2 separate regions of the Macaca mulatta genome follow, and region 1 is linked to region 2. A link is a contact called in public Hi-C data. All regions are on one chromosome and are shown on one strand. The core of a region is the stretch at or near the end of the contact, and the rest is flanking DNA. Distances in the headings are between cores, read along the strand shown. Region 1 holds the start of NCAM1 (neural cell adhesion molecule 1). Region 2 holds the start of LOC693603.

Region 1 (5,494 bases), core at 2,020-4,519, 680 kb after region 2:
TTTTTTTTTTTTTTTTTTTGAGACAGAGTCTCGCTTTATCACCCAGGCTGGAGCGCAGTGGCATGATCTTGGCTCACCATAACCTCTGCCTCCTGGATTCAAGCAATTCTCCTGCCTCAGCCTCCCAAGTAGCTGGGATTACAGGCACGTGCCACCAGGCCCGGCTATTTTTTTTGTATTTTTAGCAGAGACAAGGGTTCACCATATTGGCCAGGCTGGTCTTGAACTCCTGACCTTGTGATCCACCCACCTCGACCTCCTAAAGTGCTGGGATTACAGGCATGAGCCACCGCGCCCGGCCACCCCACTGTCGCTTTCTTAATTAGGCCCTGTCACCCCATCCAGAGTTATCATGGCCTCCTAGCTCATCTCCTTGCTGTGGCTGTCTTCTTAGACCTTTCTCTGCTTCCTCTCTAAATAATTTTCTCTCTAATGCACAGTCTGGAGTCTCCTTCCTCTGCCTCAATCCCATGGATGTTCACTTTGTAGATGCTCATTAATGTGTGCCTGACAGCCCGGGCCTCTCTCTGGGGAGAGAGGTCCAGTGAGAGTCACAGTTTTGTCCCATTTTAAAATGAGGATCAGGGAGGGATTGAACGCAATACAGAGCTTACAGATGTAGGCACTGACCAGCAGAGATACACAGAATTGGAGACAAGTGACACAACCTGTTAAAAGAACTTGGGAGAGAAACCGGGAGTGTGGACTGGAATGACTGGGGCAGCATTCTAGAATGAATCATTACAACAGAGGTCAACAACCACATGGGGTAGGGGTAGGGAGGGGCTGGAGAGAGAGAGGGGAAGAAAAAGAAATTCAGTCATGCTGAAGTGAGATTGGATTTCCACACTTGTCTACACTGAAAAGCTAAAAATAGGGACATCTGGGGAGAAAAATAGTGAGGAGTCTTTTAATTCTACTGACATGGACTATAAGGAGGGAGGTTTGCAGGGAAGGATGTGTCTCTCACTCTTAGGGGCAAAACTGGAAAAATTTTTATTTTGGGGGGCCCCAACCTTCACTCTCTCCACTCCATCCCCTGCCTGTTCTCTCTATCTTTCCTCACTATCAAAACCTCTTTTTAAAGGAAAGAGTCTGATAACATTCATTTACATAAATCTGTAATATTTAATGTGGTGATTTTAGATGTTAGAAGCAGAAGTCTGAAATTAAAGACACATAAGTACAGCAACCATTAAAAAAAGACGTATATAATTCACTGCATCCAGCACAGGGCTAAACCCAGTGGTTGCTCCACAAATATTTGTTGAAAGATGTTCAAAAAAGCATTATTTATATTATCAAACTCCACAAACAATACAAGTATCCAAAAATGGGGAAGCCATTGCAAAATCATCCATATGAAGAAATATTACATAGCTATAAAAATATCTAGAAAAGCTTTTTAATGATCCAGAGGAATAAATGCTTATACTAATGTTAGGCAAAAATAGCAGGATTCGAATTGCTACTATAATATGTCAATTATAAAAATCATATGCACATACAGAAGACAAAATCTATGAGTATCTCTGGAATCCGTGGGATTTGGGGTTATTTTTAGTTCTACTTTTCTGTATTTTTGAATTGTTTATACTTGGTATGAAAGAAATAGCCCAAAGTAAACGTTGTGGAAGATTTACTTGGGGGAAGAAACACTTTTCAGGGGTCCCCGCTAATTACACTGTACTGGTGTGGCCCACTTGGTCTATTATAGAGGAGGAAAGCAGGGAAGAGATAGGGCCTGTCCAGTAAGGGAGGATGGATGGTCTGCCAGCAGAGGATGGACTTTTAAAAACTGCTACAGGGGCTGGGCGCGGTAGCTCACGCCTGTAATCACAGCACTTTAGGAGGCTGAGGTGGGCAGATAATGAGGTCAGGAGTTCGAGACCAGCCTGACCAACATGGTGAAACACTGTCTCTACTAAAAATACAAAAATTAGCTGGATGTGATGGCGCCCGCCTGTAGTCCCAGCTACTCAGGAGGCTGAGGCAGGAGAATGGCTTGAATCGGAACGGAAGTTACAGTGAGCAGAGATGGCGCCACTGCACTCCATCCTGGGCGAGAGAGCGAGGCTCCGTCTCAAAAAAACAAAACAAAAACAAAACAAAACAAAAAACAAAAAATCTGCTACAGGAGTGGGGAGGCCGACCTTTGAAGAAAAAGGGCGTACCCGGTAATATTAGTGCTTTAGTGCCTTTGAACTTATGCAGACTTCCTCTGTTAGAGGGTTTCTGTGTTCTAGGCTAATAGGTTAACCTGACATCTAGAACACCTTCCTCACATTAGTTCCTTACACACCCAAGCCTTCAGGTGCTGAGACATGTTTCTTTTCACCCTGCTCCCTCCACCCCCTACTTTTGAAAACACAGCTGGAATTTTAATTAAAGCCTATTGTGTTGGTACCTCAGTAGTGTTGGTACCTCAGTAATATTCTACATTAATATCTTTAAGAATTAAGGTCATGTCCCCATGTAAGAAAATATTATTTAATGTTGCTTCTATATCATAATATCTATATAAAAGCCCTGGCTATTTTAATAAAGAGACCACAGATTTCAGAATTTATATAAACAGGAAAACATTTTCTTTGGGTTATTTCTGGAAATCCCTTCCAAACATCTGAGTTTTCTTCTAACTCAAGTCTCTTCCCACCTCCTTCCCAGGGGATCTGCTGAAGGGTGTTGTATGTCTCCCTGTGGGACAGCAAACTTCACAGTCAGGATAAAACAAACAAACAAACAAACAATATCAAAACAACACCCAGCAACGGCAACCCCCATCCCTCTCCAAAGTTCTAATTTCCCGCACTTAAAATTAAGTCCTGGGCTATCCTTGTGTTGCAAGAATCTTAGAATCGAAATGGAGGGATTTGATAACTTTAAATCTAAAATTTTCTTCTATTATTTACTAGTTATCAAAATATGCAAACTGCTGATTAGGGAAGGCTGGGTGGCAGGAGCGCCTGCGAAGGCGTAGGGGAGAAGTGTGAAAAGAAATCCCAGCTCTCCCTGGGAGACTGCGTGTGAAAGAGCCCGGCTCCCCCGAAAGCTCCAGGCCGCGTTTTGCAGGCTTCCGCATCTGCCTTCCCTGTCTCTCTTACCTCCTTGATGTTCGGCACTATTTGTGGCCGGCGTGGTGGAAGGACACAGTGAGGTTCTCACCCCCGCCCCCCCACCGCTCCTCGCTCCCATCCCAGTTCCATCAAAACGAACCCGGGCCAGCGCAAGGATCTCCGAGTTGCGAGTGTGCTGAGGCTGGGACTGTCACTCATTCTCCGATCAGCGCGTGAACGCAGCTCGGCTGCCGCTGGCAGGAAACAATTCTGCAAAAATAATCATACTCAGCCTGGCAATTGTCTGCCCCTAAGTCTGTCGCTCTGCCGCCGTCCACACTCGCTGCAAGGGAGGGGGCACAGAATTTACCGCGGCAAGAACATCCCTCCCAGCCAGCAGATTACAATGCTGCAAACTAAGGATCTCATCTGGACTTTGTTTTTCCTGGGAACGGCAGGTACATTTTTTTTTTTTTTTATTCTCAATCTGGTTTGCTAATTACCCCTTCCTCCTACTCCTAGGAGGAACGCTATTATTTTGGGTGGTTTTACGTGGACTGCTAAGGCTGGTCATTTGCGTTTAGCTGTGAAAGGAGCGCGTCGCCCTTGCTGCCCAGCCGAACCCCGCTCCCTCCCGGGCTGCGCTGCACGGGAGCTGCCTCCCCGCGCCGCCAGCGCCCGGCGCCCCTCTGGCGCGTCCGCCCTTCCCACTTTGTGCGCCTGCGGCGGTGGGAGCAGAGCCAGTCGGCTCCTGGGGGCTCAGCGGCCGCGCTGGTGATGGGCAGCGCTCCTTCCCCAAAGGCGGGCGGCGGGGCGGGGGACGTCGCGGCTCGGGTGGTGCCGCTGCACGGGCTCGGATTCCGAGGGGGAAGGGGCTTGTCAGCCCCGGCTCCGGGAAGAGTGAACAATAAGGCTAGGGCAGCCGCCCCAGATCGTTATATCCCCGGGTCTAATAAAGTCAGGATCGCTGCTTTGCCTCCCCCGCCCCAGCCGAATAACGGTTTGCAAAATGGGGCGAAATGGGCAGAATAGCAGGGCTATGTGGCCGTTGTTGCACCCCAGTCGATATGACGTTAGTTTTTCATTTGCCAAATTGCTGGTTAGTTGCAAAGCCTACCCTCGGCCGCGAGCACTGAAGGATGGGAGGGTCGAGCGCCGCGTTTTGACAGGAGGAAGTGCGGAGGGGCGGAGGGCGAGGAGGGCGTGATCGGGTCTGCCTGGTGTGTGCGCGCGTGTGTGCGCGCGCGTGTGCCTTTACACGCGCCGCGTGCCCAGTGTTGCACGGGGCGGGAGAAGAATGGCAGGTAGCCGCCCGAAACACCTCGCCCTGTCTCCTTTCTTTGGGCGAGGTTCTGGATCCTGGCAAAGTGTGAACAATAGGGAGCTGGGAGGAAGACAGTAGTGATGCTGCCGCGGGTGGCGGGGGTTGCGCCGCCGCCCAGAGAACCTCGGCAGCGGGGAGGGAGGTGCATTTCATTTTGGCTATTTCCATCCCGGTCTCCCTGGAAAATTCTTCTGTGCGTGCCCACCCTCCCCTCCAGCTGTCATCCCCCCACCTCCACCCAAGGATTTGCGCTTTGGCTCTGATGGACGGGAGGGGAGGAAGAAAAGCAGGGGCCGCAGAGAGCTGGGTGGGTTGGGCGGACATTCTGGGCGGGGGGGCGTGTGCTGGGAAGCGACTGAGGAAAGCCGGGCGGAGGGGCTGTGTGTCGAGGTTGCCGCTGCCAGGTGCCGTTGTACCTTCTCTGGACTGCCGAGCCCGGGTTGGGGAGCGCACGGGGCGGGTTGGGGAGCGCACAGGGCGGGCTGGGGAGCGCAAGGGGCGGGTCAGGGAGCACCCAGTGAGCCCCCTTCGCGGGCGGCACAGGAGCAGCGCTCGGCCGCCGCCTCCAGCCAACTCGGCTCCCTCCCATGGCGACCAATCAGCGCGAGGCTGGCTGGGCGGGAAGCCGCGAGAGGCTTTTATTGCGGCGCGGGTGGCGGCCAGGAGCTGCCAGGACAGTCTCCCGGTGCTCCAGCCTAACGGTCTCGCTCAGTCACCGCCGGGAGAAACCCCGCCCTGCGGCCGGTCCCCAGCCTGCCCGGCAGTTTCTGAGGAAATAAAATGGAGACTAGGTGGTCACCTGGAGTGCTCCTGGTCCGGCCGCCCGTGCTCGCCCACTCTCGCCTCTTTCTTGCCGACTTGGAGCATCCCACCGCCCCCGCCAGCGCTCACTCTCGCGCTGCAGAATCCGAGCCTGAGCGCGTCGCCGGGGAGGGCACCCTGGCAGGCACACCGACGCGCGTGCGCTGACCGGCCGGGCCGCGGGCCGGGGGCGCTACTGGCGGCGGGGCGGGGCCGTGGTAGGGCCCGGAGGGGTGGGGACCAAGCCTAGTCTGCCTGGCGCTGGGTCTCCGCTGCCACCTGGGCGGGGGCCACCCCGGCTATGCCCCTTTCC
Region 2 (5,265 bases), core at 954-3,453:
GGTCAGGAGTTTGAGACTAGCCTGGCCAGCATGATGAAACCCTGTCTCTACTAAAAATACAAAAATTAGCCGGTGTAGTGGCTCATGCCTGTAGTCCCAGCTACTCAGGAGGCTGAGGCAGGAGAATTGCTTGAAACTGGGAGATGGAGGTTGCGGTAAGCCAAGATCGTGCCACTGCACTCCAACCTGAGTGACAAGGGTGAAACTCCATCTCAAAAAAAAAAAAAAAAAATTATTGTCTGTATCGAAGGTATCCAACATGATGTTAATGTGATTTTATGAAAAGCAGCCTTTGCAGTCAAGTAGACATGAACTTGAATCTTGGCTCTGCCACTTCAGCTGTGCAGCTTTGAACACTTAACTTCTTTGAATGTGAGTTCCTCACCTATTAAATGGGGTTAATCATGTCTATTTGTATTTATTTCCAAAGGGTGTTGTGAAGATCCAAGGGGATAGCACATGTAAAGCACATTCTTCCTACCTTTTATCTCCCTGAGCTGAGTGTAGTGGCTGCAGTCATTCATTGAACAATTATTTATTGTCCACCTATTGCTAAGCATTGTTCCAGGTTCTGGGGAAACAGTAATGAACAAGTCTCTATTCTCATCAAGTTCACATTCTGGTGGGGAAGCTTGAAAATAAGTAAGTAAACTAAGCAGGATAACTTCAGATAGTGATAAAAGCTACAGAGAAAAGGAAACAGGCCCATAGGATAGAAGTGATTTGGTGGGAGGCCTGAAGAGGCTTTAGGGAGCACGGTGGTCCTTGAACCAAGACCTGGAGGCCAAGAAGGAGCTGGGCCTGCGGAGACCCGAGGAAGAGCATTCCAGGCAGAGAGAAGAGCAATGGCACAATGTGCTGAGGTAGGAAAGCATTTGGCAAGAAAGAAGATGCTTGCAGGAGCACTGTGAACCCTGGGGAGTATGGGATGAGGAGAGGAGCAGGAGCGAGGTCCATGCATGTTCCCTAACTCTGTGCTGAGGTGTTCTTGGTGCTGCTGTGAATTCGGAGGGGCTCTTTGGGATATTTTAAAGGTCAAAGGCAACACTCAACTTCTGTTGTTCTCCATGCAAACTACTAAGCAGTGCAGGATAGCTTGCAGACTCAACATTAGATTGCCCTACATTTTTTTTTTTTTTTTCCTTGAGATGGTGTCTTACTCTGTTGCCCAGGCTGGAGTGCAGTGGTGCGATCTTGGCTCACTGCAACCTCCGCCTCCCAGGTTTAAGAGATTCTCCTGCCTCAGCCTCCTGAGTAGCTGAGAATACAGGCACGTGCCACCACACCCAGCTAATTTTTGTATTTTTAGTAGAGATGGGGTTTCACCATGTTGGCCAGGCTGGTCTGGAACTCCTAACTTCAAGTGATCCACCTGCCTTGGCCTCTCAAAGTGCTGGGATTACAGGTGTGAGCTACCACGCCCAGCCTGCCCTACATGTTTTTTGATAAAACCATATTTTTCAGAAGCTATATTTTCAGTTTTTGTCATTTGCTATGACATAAAACATGTACTATGGGAAAAATCAGTATAGAATAGGGAGTGAGGGTGGCAGTGCCTAATCCAATTCCAAGGTTCGAGAAGTTGCGCGGTGCCCAAAAAGGACACACATCCCATTAGTGAGAAGTTGTGGCTAAGAATAAGATAATTTTTTTTCCTATTTTATATGCATTATTTTTTGTAGTAGCTACTAAGTTGTTAGGACAGAAATACTTCTTACTTTGGGTCTAGCTACTTAATACACAGAACAGTTAGGTATTTCTTTAGGCCTAGGGTTACTGTGAAAAAAAGCATTGAGACATTAAGGGCATGATAAACGGACAAGGTTGGAAACTCAGGGGCTAGGTGATGAGCTGTCATGAAATCTTTCTCATTTCAAGCACACAACCTTATATTGTTGCCTTTTCATAGACTCAGGGGTGTGTGTTTCTGTGCATGTGTGGGTAACCTGAAAAGGTCATCTAGATTTTGTAACTGGGAGGGTCCCCAACCTGCCTGACCATTAGGATCACCTGGGGGAACTTTGCAAAAATAGTTCCCTGGCCTCTGCCCAGGGGATTCTAATTCAGTGGGTCTCACATTTGAATCTGAGTTCAAAGATCTCCGCTCCAACTCGCATTCTTCAGGCATCCAGGATGGCCCAAATAGAGCCGGTCTGCCCAGATCCTGGGGTCCTAGTTGTTATACGTTGTGTCTGGGGCCAGGTTGTGTGGCTTTTTCGGATCCCCAGACGGGGAAGGGGCGTGGATTACGTGTCCGTTGGAACCCTGGGGGAGGTCGGTGCTGGAAGCGTTCATCTCCACCTCCAGTCTGGGTGCGCGGCGTGAGTGACCCGAGATGAAGACGATTCCTTCCGTAGGAAGCCCCTGCCAGGAGTCACCACCTCCCAGGCCCACTGGACTCGGACCCGAGCGTCCTTTGGGGGGCGGTTTCTGGGCGTGGCGGCTGAGCGCGGTTCGGGGAGACGCCGCCGCGAGGTGGCAGCAGCGGCCCTCTGGCAGCCACGGTGCGTCCCGGGGGGCGGGGACGCGCCGGCTTCGGGCGGGCGTGGTCCCTGCTGCGGGCGCCTGGGTTGGCCGGGCGGACCCCGGAGAGGGGGAGCCGCGGGGACGCAGCGACAGCGTCGGGGTGCTGGCAGTGGTCGCCCACGCCTCCCAGGGGTTGCAGGCCTGGGCGCCGGGGTTGGACCAGTCTTCCGGGCATTGCACGCCCTGGTTTGGTCTGTACCCATGGTTTGTGGCGGGGCAAGACGTTAAGTTGGGTAACACCGAGGTGAGCCGCGGTCCTCGGCACCAGATGAGGAACCACTGTCTCAATAAGGTGTGACGTGGAAAATTTGTGTGTCTATGTGTGACTTAAAAATATCTCCTTTGCTGACGTCTAAAATTTCACTATTAGAGATGCAGTCTTTTGTCCTAAAGATTGTTCTCAATTCAAGGCCCTGGGAGGGAGCAGTGCATTAGAACTTGAGGTCTTTAGGGTGAGTCAATGATTTCATCTCATCTTTGTCGGCAAGGCAAGGGTTAGCCCTCAGTGCTCAAGACACAAAGAGGACTGAAGGCGCATTAATTGGTACTTGCTAATCAAGCCTTAGAGACCAGAGCGCTCCCTGGGAATTTTACTTTAGAGAGAAAACTCATTGGCCCTGGAGCAGCCCTACGTCGTATCCACTTTGTGAATGTTTTAGAGAGGGTTAACGGGGTACTAGCACAGTATGATTAGTTCAGTCCATTGGATTATTACTTTGTAAAAGAGGCAGCATCTTTACTAGTGCTGTAATAAATTGCAAAATTATTATCTCCATTTCCGTTCCTTGTAACTTCTTTCTTTGAATTAAGAAAATAGTGTGGTAGGGTACCGTGAACTTTGGAGCCAGAAATTCCTTGCTTGGAGACCCCTGTCTGCCATCTGTTGACTGGCTCTGTAATTCTGGAAAACAGCCTTTCTAAACTTCAGTTTTCTTATCTGTAAAATGGGAAAAATGCCGCCTACTTGGATGGTGATTGTGAGCATTAAATTAAATTCTGGAAGGAAAATATCTGGTATTTGTGTACTGATTTCAGGTCTTGGTGCTCTGTGTGTAATGGTTACTGTGAGAGCTTCCCTGCAGTCCAAATCTGTGTGTCTCATTCTCAGTGACACCAGTGATGCTGTTAAACAAGGGCAGTCCGGTTCATGGATTGTCACAATGCAGACTGACATCAAGGGGACCCTGCTGTCAGGTACAGAGGGCACCACAGTGACCAGGAACTGCCGTCCTTTCATACCAGGCTTTAGGAGGCTTTACCAGAAGGAATGGAAAATGCTGGTGGGCAGTAACATTGAAACGGCATTTGAGGACTGGTTCCGCATAAAACCTTAAATTCTTCAAGGACGTTGACATTTGTTTATTCTTGTAACAAATTGAAACCTATCCTGTGTGTTGGTTAGAGATCTTCAAACTGTAAATACCTTGAGGCAGGAGTGAGGTTTTATCTTTTAAAGGACAGGCCCCTACTCTCCTACGTAATGAGTTTCTAAAAATGGATGTGAGCACCAATCAATATTTCTCTGGTTGTTAAAGTCAAGAATAAAATGGTATTTTTAAGCTCACAACTGTGTAGGATGAATTCTGTACACTTTTAATTCCCTCTGTTCTCCTTTCCTATTTGAAAGCTGATTAGTTTATGGACTTGGGATCAGATTATTCATGCATTGTTTTTTGATGTTGTATGTCTCTTGATTCTAGGGTATTTTTGACACATATTCTGTCTTGTAACCATAGTTAAACAACTATTTTAGACCAACTCTCTGTGTGTAATTGGCTTCAACACTCACTGCTAGTCCTTTGACACTCTATTTTTTCCATTCTTGAGTAATTTTAAGTCATCGTTTGGGCAGTTGAAATATATTTTAAAGTGATTTAAAGAATATGTGAGTGGCAGACATTCTGAGCTCTTTTGGTTGTCTGTCCTCAAAAACTAAACTTATTTGTGAGTAAAATTTTCATCTAAGTGTTTTCCATATCAAAACTCTGTAAGCTACTCCTCCATTGTAGTAGAGACAGAGGTCAGCACAATTTTCATTCCTTCTTTCTCCTTCCTTCCCTCCCACCCTCCCTCCCTCCCTTCCTCCCTCCCTCCCTCCCTCCCTCCTTCCCTCCCTTCCTCCTTGCCTTCTTCCCTTCTTTCCTTCCTTCCTTCCTTCTTTCCTTCCTCCCTCCCTCCCTTCCTCCTCCCTCCCTCCCTCCCTCCCTCCTTCCCTCCCTCCTTCCTTCCTTCCTCCCTCCCTTCTTTCCTCCTTCCCTCCCTCCCTTCCTCCTTCCCTCCCTCCTTCCTCCCTCCCTCCCTCCTTCCCTCCCTCCCTCCTTCCCTCCTTCCCTTCTTCCCTTCTTTCCTTTCTTCCTTCCTTCCTTCATTCCTTCCTTCCTTCTTTCCTTCCTCCTTGCCTCCCTCCTTCATTCCCTCCTCCCTCCCTCCCCTCTCCCTCCCTTCCTTCCTCCCTCCCTTCCTCCCTTCCTCCCTCTCTCCCTTCCTCCCTCTCTCCCTTCCTCCCTCTCTCCCTTCCTCCCTCCCTCCCTCCCTCCCTCCCTCCCTTCCTCCCTCCCTTCCTTCCTCCCTTCCTTCCCTCCTTACTTCATTTTTCTTTTGGTTGGATGTACATAGAAAACACTTAAAAATTTGCTTGTAATTTAAAAACTTCTCAGGATATTTCTGGATTTGAGCGTCTCTTGGTTACTTTTACCTGGAACCTGGTGAACTGAGTCCATTTCTCTGTTTCCCCTTTCT

Evidence for each region. A called contact is a pair of places that touch in the nucleus more often than the background predicts.
Region 1: a contact with region 2 is called in a Hi-C map of fetal cortex germinal zone, with 5 times the contacts expected there. The contact joins the promoter of NCAM1 here to the promoter of LOC693603 in region 2. A contact is called at or near these places in 2 of 14 Hi-C or Micro-C datasets (fetal cortex germinal zone and fetal cortical plate).

The regions. Positions count from the first base shown.
Region 1 is chr14:113,712,982-113,718,475 of T2T-MMU8v2.0, forward strand. It overlaps NCAM1 (neural cell adhesion molecule 1), which reads left to right and starts at 3,270. Exons shown (of 19, transcript XM_077964293.1): 1 at 3,270-3,514. The coding sequence starts at 3,463.
Region 2 is chr14:113,033,938-113,039,202 of T2T-MMU8v2.0, forward strand. It overlaps LOC693603, which reads left to right and starts at 2,204. Exons shown (of 4, transcript XM_077964286.1): 1 at 2,204-2,818. The coding sequence starts at 2,336.